Linked DNA regions of Mus musculus: region 2 is linked to region 1. The links are chromatin contacts, called in public Hi-C maps. All regions are on one chromosome and are shown on one strand. The core of a region is the stretch at or near the end of the contact, and the rest is flanking DNA. Distances in the headings are between cores, read along the strand shown.

Region 1 (4,889 bases), core at 1,826-4,325:
ATGCTCTACCAAACATATCCTTGTCTCCTTTTTTTCTTTTAACACACACACACACACACACACACACACACACACACACACACACAAAACAGGTGGAGCTAAAACAAAACAAAACAAACCTTTAAAAACATCTTGAATTTCTGACTGAAGTGATAGCTCAATCATTGAAGTACTTGCTGGTAAACGAGAGAACCTGAAATTCAATTCCCAGCCCTCCTGTAAGAACTCCAGGTTCTATGGTATGCACCTATATTAGTGAGGAGAGACAGTGCAATTTCTGGCCAGTCAGGCTGGGTGAACTGCACTCCTTATTCAGTGAGGACCTCAAAATACAAAATGCAGAACAATGAAGATGTCTGATGGTGACCTCTGGCTTCCACACACATGTGCACACATATGCATTGCACATAAATGTTCATGAGCAACACCACCCGGCATGTGCACACACACTCAAACACACAACTACAACCTTTGAACATGCATTGATGCCCCTGATTCAAATCCAGCACAGAGCATCCTGCCTCCCGTTCTGGTGCTGCCATTGATGTGCTTTCCCCATTGGTCATGGGGTGCCAGGTTTACTGGCTCTCTGTCTTCTGCAACACAGGTGAGTGCTTTCAGATAGACAAGGACACCCGTGCTACAATTACTAAGCCCTCAGAGTCAGGTGAACAACAGTTGTTTCTTTGCTTTTTAATCTAGAATGTATCTGCTTAAAGGTAGGTGGTTAGAAACTGTCCGGAATTGCTTGAATTTTATGACAGGTTTCTATTTGGTTTGATTTAGAGTTAGACTCATTCAAGCCTGTTAAAAATTCAATGTTGGGTTTTCCTTTTTTGAAAACCTTGTCATGAGTATGAAAAAAAAATTTAATGCTTGAAAAAAAAAGTATGTATCTGAAAAATCACACACAGGGGAATAACAGTCCTGCTTCCAACTCTTCCACTCTACCCCCACCCATGCCCTGCAGGTAACTATTTTCATTAGATTCTCATTTGCTTTCTCTGGTATTGTTGCTGTAAAAAAAAAAATTCACTGAGCCAGTGGAGAGGGAAAGGGGTAATTTAACTGAAGGACTAGGTGAATCTCTCTCATGGCTAGATTAAAAAGGCAAAGCATGAAAATGGAAGGAAAAATAGTGAAAAATGGAGGCAGAATCTGAGCCCGTTGCCAGGGAACCAGAGGGGCTCCCAGTCTGCAGAGCCTGAAAATTCAAGTGACCCCAGAGACTGCCCCCAGACGCTTTGTGGGATGTATGTGTTTCTGAAGAAGGAACCGGTAGGGTCTTCTCCTCAGCGGGATGGAGAAACGATTGCAGAAGTCCAGCTGTGTTACTTGCAGAAGCCCAGCTGTGTTACTCTGAGTACTTTAGAGAAATAGAATGGATACATGTCACAAAGGAGATTTGTTAGATTGTGTTACATGATACCGGTCTGGTAGTCCAACAGTGTCCATCTGCAAGCTGGAGAGTCTGAGAATCTTACAGTTGTTCATCCCACAAGGCAAGGTGTCTCTGTGGCCCCCTACTCTGGTACTGAAGGCTAGAGGACTCCTGAAGAGGATACCTGTTGGTGTCCGTCTCTCATTAGAAGCTGCAGCAACAGCATCATAGATGCAATCACCAGCAAGGAGTAAAGATAGGTAGGCAAAGCTTCATTGCTTCTCCCTTGGACCTCCTAATATCCAGACTGCCACTGGCTCGTTCTGTCCACTCTGGAACTGTGTCTTCCCCTCTCAGTTTTGCCGCCTAGAGGTGTCTCAGTTGATTCTAGATCCCAGCAAATTGGTCACTGAGATTAACCCTCAATTCCCTAAATGCTGTGTGAGGCTGATTCAGCTGTGGACCATCTGTAGGAAGCAAGGTGGGAAGGATTCTACCTATGTGAACTAAAGGTGATGGGCTTAAGGAGTGCTGTTTATCTCTGTTTGGCAAGCAAAGATGAAGTATAGGCAGGGCTGGAGAGATGGATCAGCAAATAAGAGTGCTTGCCGCTTTTGTAGAGGACCCGAGTTCAGTCCCCAGGACCAGTGTGATGGTTCACAACTGCCTGTAACTCCGGTTCTAGGAGACCCAATGCCTCTGCTGGTACTGCACAGACATACGTCCAGCAAGCACTCATACATGTGAAATAAAAATAAGTAAATCCTAACAAAAATATTAAATAAGGCATTCTTTAGAGAAAGTTTTTGAATGTCCATCAAAGATATTGAATGCAGTGAAACCTAGTTGTTAGTGTGCTGCTTTCCCGCTCCAGCGGGGAAAGCTTTTCCAATTGGAAAGAAGAGAATAAACATCACTAAGAGGAGAATGAAGTAAGGCCAGGGGAGAAGTCTGTAAAGCCAGCGGCAGCAAAGGACAATGAACTTGGGACTTTGAGCCTGGTGAATTATGTCTACAGCCTTGGAGGGACTGGATGTGATTTCAGAGCCACTATTGTTAGTCTTTGATGAATTATGGGGGATGGGGATCCTGCACAAAGACAAAAGGTGGGCGTATGAGCTCTTGACATTCAAAATGCAGAGAGGTGTGACTTCTGGAAGGGACAGAACACTCAGCTGGGGTGTTGTCACCTACAGGGGTAATGTGACACTTTCAGCAAAAGCGGGTTTGAATCTTGGCTCTGATCCTGGATGGAGTCAGGGCCAAGGCAAAAAGCTTGGCAGTCAAATCCTCATTTAACAGCCAGGCGGTGTCACAAGGGTCAAACTCAGGGTAGAGATGGACCCATTGTGAAAGGGGACGGGAGGGTCTCCTCATTGCTCTCTCCATAGTTTATGCTGTGGGTCTCCAGCAGCCATGTTTGTCTGTCTTAGGTTGGTTTCCTCCATAGCAGACCCCAAGGACTTGGGTAAAACCATGAGGAAGTCTTTCCAGGAAATGTTGGCAGAATGAGAGGAAGCAGGTCAGTGAGGTTGGGTGTCTTAGTTAGGGTTTTACTGCTGTGAACAGACACCATGACCAAGGCAACTCTTATATGGACGTTTAATTGGAAGTGGCTCATAAGTTCAGAGGTTCAGTCCACTATCATCCAGGCAGGAGCATGGTAAGCATCCAGGCAGGCTCTGTAACCTTTAGTTATGAAATTAAATAAAACAGAGCCACTGCTGAGGCCAAGTCTATCAGAACACATGAGCCCATGTGGGGACATTTCACATTCAAACTACAACAGGACAGGAGGAAGGATGGGTGATAGTAAGTCTCATGGAAGGTAAGTGCTGAGCTATCCAGGGGACAGTGTGTCTCTCTCTCCAGGATTGCCTCGATCAGGGTACATTACCCTCTCCTACTGCCAGTCACACTGAATAAGAGATAGCATAGGGACAGGGATCCCCGGAGTAAGGCAGTCTGAGTGCACTCATCTCCTGAGACCACTGCTTAGTCCCCCGGGAGGTGTTTATCAGAAAGACAGGCCAGCCTTGCTGATTTAGAAATAGATGACCTCCACAGCCCAGCCCACACCAGATATCTGCCTGACAATAAAACTTTCCTTCTTGGCTAGACAACACATCTCTGGGGACTAGCTATAGTCAGACAAGGCACTACCTAGGCCATTTCTGCTCCCCATGATAGCAAGAGAAACCAAAGCTAGAGAGCTATGTGAGAATTCTTACAATGTACACTGGAAAGTATGTATGACTTCCGCGCACACTTAATAGATCAAAGCAAGGCTCATGTCTGAGGCTGTGGCTGTGGCTGTGGCGGTGGCTGTGGCTATGGCTATGGCTATGGTTGTGACTGTTTCTGTAGCAGATATAGAGCCTCTAAGTACTGGGGACGACAGCACAGCCTTTCTGGAGAGGCTGAAACATCATTCTGTCTCAAATATAGCCGTTGTATGCTGGTTGGAAGACTGACAAGCCAGATTGTCAGGAGGACCTGACAGGAGCGGCTGTGTGTGTGTGTGTGTGTGTGTGTGTGTGTGTGTGTGTACGTGTGCATGCAAGCAGAACTGTACTTTCTTCCCTAAAGATGATTTCATGCTTGTTGGATCCATCATGCTTGGGAAACCCTTCTGCTGACCAGCAAGTGCTGCTTAGAAGAAACTCTAGTCACATAGCTGCCAGCCACATCAGATCCTAATTACCTGATAAACACCTCTTACCTGGGTCTATTTTTTCCCCAGTCCTTCTTGTCCCACACCCTCACCAACCTTTTTGTCTCAATTTCATTTCTTCTCTGGTCCTCAAGACAGTGATTCCTCCATGGTCATTTAACATTTCTATCTTCTAGCCAAACATGGTGGTGTACACCCTTAGTCTCAGCACTCAGGAGACAGACTCAGACAGAGTTCCAGGACAGCCTGATTTACAGAGCAAGTTCCAGGACAGCCAGGGCTACACAGAGAAACCCTGTCTCAAAACAAACAAACAAACAAACAATAAAACAAAACACCAGCATACTTCCCAGGCCCCCAAAGAAACAAAAAAACAAAGGAGGGCATTGGCCACTTTGGGGTGGACAGGTTCTACTGCTTGTACGTCTGTGACAAAGGGGCTGCAGAAATGAAGACATTCTAAAGAGACACCTGTTGCTCCAATTTGACTGTCAAACTATTGAAACAATGGACCCCAAGAAATGGTGATTTCCTCAGAAATCTCAAGCTCGGAGAAGAAAAGGAAGGAGGTTTACTTCTTGTCCAAGCACCTGGTAGGAAGCGATCGGAGTCGGGTCCTAGTCAGAGTTACCATTGCTGTGATGAACACCATGATCAAATTGAGCTGGGGAAGAAAGGGTTTATTCAGTTTACAATTCTATACTATAGTCCATCACTGAGGGAAGTCAGGACAAACCGCAACAGGGCAGGAACCTGGAGGCAGGAACTGATGCAGTGGCCATGGAGGAGTGCTGCTTACTGGCTTGCTCCTCATGGCTTGCTTAGCCTGCTTTC
Region 2 (5,469 bases), core at 2,582-5,081, 870 kb after region 1:
GGCAGACCACATGCGGATGGCTCCGAGGAGAATCACACTCTGAGGTCAACCTGGGGTCCCCTCCTATTGCCTCTGAGGAAGAAGGGGACTTTGCAGGGAGTGCCTGCAGACAGGCTCTGATTCCCCAGAAGAAGGCAGGGAAGGGGTGGTAAACAGGATGTGTGACCACCAGTACTCATTTAGAAACTCACTTTCCTGGGGGAGAAGTCTAAGGTGGTAGCAAATATGAGGCCTTTCCACTTCCAGGCGAGAAGCCACCAGTATTTTCTGGATACCTTGAACAGACAAACCTTCAGAAATGAAGAAGTAAAATACCTACCAGTTGCATTACACATGTAAACATTTAAAATCATCACAAAGAAATCTAAAATATTTTCTGGGGCCAGCAAGATGGCTCGATGAGGAAAGGCACTTCTGACCTCTACACCTACACACACAAATAAAAATGTAATTGAAAATTATTTTTATTTAAGACTACATTCAGTCAATGCTCTTTTATTTGTTTATACTTTGTTATCGTGTATGTGTGTGTGCTCACGCATGTGTACAATCTCACACATGCGATGGGACACGAGGTGAACAGACCCACTTTCTGGACTCAATTCTCACCTTTCACCTTGTTGATATGCGGTCTCTCTTGTTTCTCTGCTTCTTCACTCCAGACTAGCTGATCCAAGTCAATTCTCTGCTCTCCGGCTCCTGTCTAGCCATAGGAATGCTGGGATTGCAGATGTATCCATTTGTATCCAGGTTTTTGTGAATCCTGGCCACTGAATTAGATCATTAGATCATCAGGCTTGTGTGGCAAATGCTTTTACCCACTGAGAAATATCCCCAAAGTAGCAGGTCTTCTTACAGCATTCTCATACACACATACACACAAACACAGACACAGACACAGACACACACACACACACACACACACACACACACACACACACACACACACACATTGATTTTCCCTCCCACCCCTCCCCATCCTTACCTTGCTGCTCCCCTGCCATGAAAACTATCCCTGCCAACAAGCAGAGTTTCCAGAGCTCATGACAGAGTCAGACTGGGATGGCAGGGAAGTTGTTTCCAAGTCATCAGGACCCCTGTTCCTCCACTGATCCTATGTTTGTGCTTCCTGCTGTATAATTCTATTAAAGGGGTCCTTAGAGGTCATGTTTACACAGAAGTAGCTATTGTCTCATTACAAGGCTTGTAGCACCCCTCCAGAAACAATTATTGAACAGTGTCACTGTGAGTAAGGAACTGGTCACTTTCTTTGCACATTGAGTCAGATGACCCCAGCAGAGTTTTGAACCAACATTGATTGGGGCCCTGATGGTTCATTGGTGTTTGCCACAGGGCTCTCTGTAGTTAAAATAAGACAACAGAGAGGTACACAAGTCAGAGTCTCTGTAAAGACTCTCAGCTACTTTAACTCCACCTTGCCTGAATGATGAGATTTTTAGGAAAAATAGTGATAGAGATGGCTGACATTCTCCAGGATCAAAGTATTGACTACATATTGCTCTACCCAGGGCTAGCTCTAACAAATGATCACTAGATTAATAAGGTCAGATGATAATTACACATGTTCTCTGTTTCTGCCTGTCCCTTTCATTTCTCTATGCATCAGAATCCAGGGTACCTTACCCAGATTTAAGTAATCAGAGGAAAAGATGGGAATTAGTCAGCTTGTATTTTAGAGTGAAGTTTTCCATCAGGATAGAAAATTATTACAGACACTAAAAGGATAAATGGTGGGTGCTGAAGAGGTGGCTTAAAGCTTAAAAGCGCTTAATACTCTTGCAGGGGCAACCAACATGGTGGCTAAGAACTGTCTCTAACTTGACTTCCAAGGGATCTCACACACTCTTTTGGTTTTCATAAGCACTGCAGGCATGTGGCACACAATAAACACATGCAGGCAAACACACATATACATATTTAAAGGGGGAAGTAAAAATGGAAATGGATTAGGGTTGAGTAGAACTTAAGTGCTGGGGTGGGATAGAAGAACTTCAATGAAGAGAATTTGCCAAGTCTCCCACTGAGCAAGAGTCAATTCACTGGGTCTATTCAGCAATGAGAAAATGTGGTATTTGCAGTGACAATGGGCAGACTCTTTCCTTTTAAGAATATCCTGACAGGCTTAAACTATGTGACATTGTTACTGAAACCATGTTATCACTGCTCAGTGTCAAGGACAAGGGGAAATGACTTGAAAAGCCAGCAACCAAAGAAAATGGGAATCTGTCACCAGCAAAGGCTGTCTGCACTCAACCGACATCTTAAGCTTCCTTTATCCCTAGGTAAAGAAGAGAGGAGAGAAATGAGACTTGTGATTCAGAGAAGATAAGAGTTTGGAGACCTCTAGATATAACACTCTAGTGGTCCAGAACAGAACACTGACGGCTGTTGTTGGCCACCTGAGGATGGTGCCTCTGCAAATCTTAAGTATCTTATTTTCTCCAATCTTAGTGTCTTCAACTTTGAAGGAGAGAGAGATGAAGCAAAACTAGGAATGATCCATCTGATCTTAATTTCAGATAAACAATTTTTAAATGAATAACTTGTCTATCTACACGGCTAGCCAACATCTGTCCCAAAGATGAAGCATCAGTTGTTTAACTGAATGGCTTCCAGAATTAGTAATCTTTGAAGTGAACTACAAACGAGCAAAATGAGTGTTTATATTTTTCCCTTGGTTATTGTGATGGTTAATATTAATTATTAACTCGACAGTCTCTTACCCAATTCAGCTCATTGATGGAAGAAGACCCATCGTAGCTGTGGTGACATCATTCCTTGGGAAGGATCCTGGACTGTCATAAATGGAGTCATGAATGTCATAAATGGCTGAGCCTTAGCACTGCATTTACCTTGGCTTCCTGACTGTGGATGCTGATATGAAATATAGTGTGGTGGTGGAGGAGGGGTCCCCCTGAGAAATTATGCCATGCAATAGATGTAGTATAAAGGGGCTTTCTTGGGGGAAGTGAGGGGAGTGAGGGCCTGGAGAAGGGATAGAGACAGATGAGTGGACATATAGACAGATGGAAGCAGAGCCATGAGGGAGGGGAGGAGGGACAGAGAAGGACACAGCAGAGGAGAGAGAGACCAGAAAGAGAACTGGACTGCAGGCAGTCCTTTTATATGCAGCCCTCACCTGCCAGCAGCAGGCAATGGGGGCAGGTGATGGTGTAAGCAGGTGCTAGGTCCCCATGAGGAGCCCAGAAGAATCGCCTGTAAGCTCATAGATGCAATGTGGCTGTCTGTCTTGACCTTTCCACCATGGTGGACTCTAGCCTTGACTGTGAGCCACAATACACTATTTCTCCCTCAGGTTGCTCGTGTCAGGGCATTTTATCACAACAACCCCAAAATCCTTGACTGAAGCAATTTGAGGACTGAAAGGTTCAGTTGCCATGGTTATTCTAAATCTAGCCAAGTTGACAAAGCCTTCACCTTTGTTTGCAACTCTCTAGCCATTAAATCCTTTGAATCTTGTGAATGGCAAGTGTCATTTATATGCTAATATAAATGAAGCCATAAAGGGTTTCATAGTGGGGGCTGGTTATTAGAAACAAGGTGTAATTAAAAGACTGGATTTTGGCCCCATGATCCTCCAGGAGACAGAGGCTAAAGATAGAGGTTATTACCAATGGCAACATCAATCACACCTATATGATGAAATCTCCATGCAATTTCAAAAGGACAGGCTTGGATGCTTCCAGATCCAAATGGACTCTAGACTTTCTTGTGTAAGTCTGCTGAGAGCAAGGATTGCACACTTGTACCTTTGCTTCTGGAATATTTGTTCTCAGTGTCCAGCTGAACATTCAATAAAGCCAACTGCTGTTAGACATTGTACTGTTCAGTAGTGATAGGTGATTTCTCTGCTACCTGTGAACTGAGCCAATTCAAACCAGATTAGATGCAGGTTTATTGGGAAGCTGATCTCAGGGGTGTTCACTGGTCCCAAGAACAGAGGCCAGAGAAGTCCCCTTAGGGAGGTGGAGACGGGGAAGAGAAAGAGAGAAAGGGTGACCACACTGGGAGAGGAGAGGAAAAAAGCGGGGAGCCTAAAATGTCTGGATTATATAGGGAGGAGCCTTGGGGAAAGGGCAGCCCAGCCCCTGGGCTGGAAAGTACAGGGCTGGGGGCAGGTGTGCCAAGCAGGAACTGAGGGATTCTGGGAGAGCCTGGAGGCCAGGTCTGCAAAATATGCACCTCAGTCCCAATTCTCCCTCAGCCCCCATACCAAACGGGAATTTCTGATTGCTGATTGAGTTTCCGTGTTGGCTCTAGACCTGTTTATATTTTCTTTTATTTTACCAGTTGGTTTTGGTTGAGTTTGTAGACATTCAGCCATTTTACCCAAGTCAACTAATATGGGGGGGGGGGGCAGGGAATGACTCTTAGAATCCTTTTATAGACCCTCTTCCACAAAACCTGCTGCACCCTTCTTTAATTTCTTAGTCTTTCTTTTCTTAGGTTAGCTAGAGCTTTGCTGATTTCTTCCTCAGAGAGCTAACATTTCCCGTCCTGTGCCTGTTTCATTTATCTCTGCTCTAATTTTTCTCTCCTATCTTCTGCTATCTTCAGGTTTAATATTTACTCTCTTTAGTTTCTTAGGTACAATGTCTGATGATTTGAAATCTCAGCTTCAGCTTCAGGTATAAAATGTCCCCCTCGGCACTGCTTTTATTGCATCCGTGAGTTTGGGATATTTCCTTTCGTTTTCATTTGTCTCAAGCTTCAGTTTTCATTGTGATTTCTCCCCCTTTGATTTATAAGAATGTGTTGTCTAATTCCAGGTACCCTTACATTGCTAGTCTCCTTGTGATTAGGAAATAAACTCTCACTGATTTTAATCCTTTTATAATTATTAAGGTATGTGTAGCCTAACACGTTCTGTCCTCAACTGCTCCATATCCACTTGAGAAAAATTATTATTACCAGCACTCATGAGTGTTTGGCACCTGCACAATTGGTCTAGCTCATTACTCAAGTCCCATTCTCTAACGGATCCTCTGTGTGGTGGTTCTGTCCACTCTTTGAAGTAGGCTATTGAAATTTCCTGCTGTTCTCATAGGCTGGCTATTGATTCAAGTCTTTTAAAGTTTGCCCCAGACTTAGGAGTGCTAAAGTTCAGGCCATGCCATGGTAGGAATATAAAATAGCCCCCGTGGACTCGTGTGTTTGAACACTTGCTCCCCAGCTGTGGTGCTGTTCTGGAGTGTGGTGGAACTTTGTCATAGACGTGAGTCACTGGGGTGGGGCCTTGAGATTTCATAACCTGGTCCCTCTTCCCGAACATTTGCTTTATGTATTGGTCATTTCCCCTTGAGTATCACATCTGCTGCTTCTTGGGGTCTTGATGTGCTGTGCTGCTATACACACAATCCCTTGCCTTAGGTACACGTGAATGGCCACTTGTATTATACCACCAACCATTTCCGTGGCCTCCACCCT

What was found. A called contact is a pair of places that touch in the nucleus more often than the background predicts.
Region 2: a Hi-C map of liver shows a contact between it and region 1, with 3 times the contacts expected there. The contact joins two enhancer-like sites. A contact is called at or near these places in 2 of 484 Hi-C or Micro-C datasets (both in liver) and 1 of 9 other capture datasets (embryonic stem cells).

The regions. Positions count from the first base shown.
Region 1 is chr17:48,498,661-48,503,549 of GRCm38.p6, forward strand. It overlaps a transcript of Unc5cl not described here. Among named protein-coding and RNA genes, the nearest start is that of Unc5cl, 46 kb to the left of the region's middle. Within about 2 kb of position 3,076, at least 7 of the 459 cell types and tissues checked have an H3K27ac peak or open chromatin away from gene starts, as enhancers often do. A contact at or near this core is called in liver, where this site is marked.
Region 2 is chr17:49,365,275-49,370,743 of GRCm38.p6, forward strand. No RefSeq gene overlaps it. Among named protein-coding and RNA genes, the nearest start is that of Gm41594, 10 kb to the right of the region's middle. Within about 2 kb of position 3,832, at least 6 of the 459 cell types and tissues checked have an H3K27ac peak or open chromatin away from gene starts, as enhancers often do. A contact at or near this core is called in liver, where this site is marked.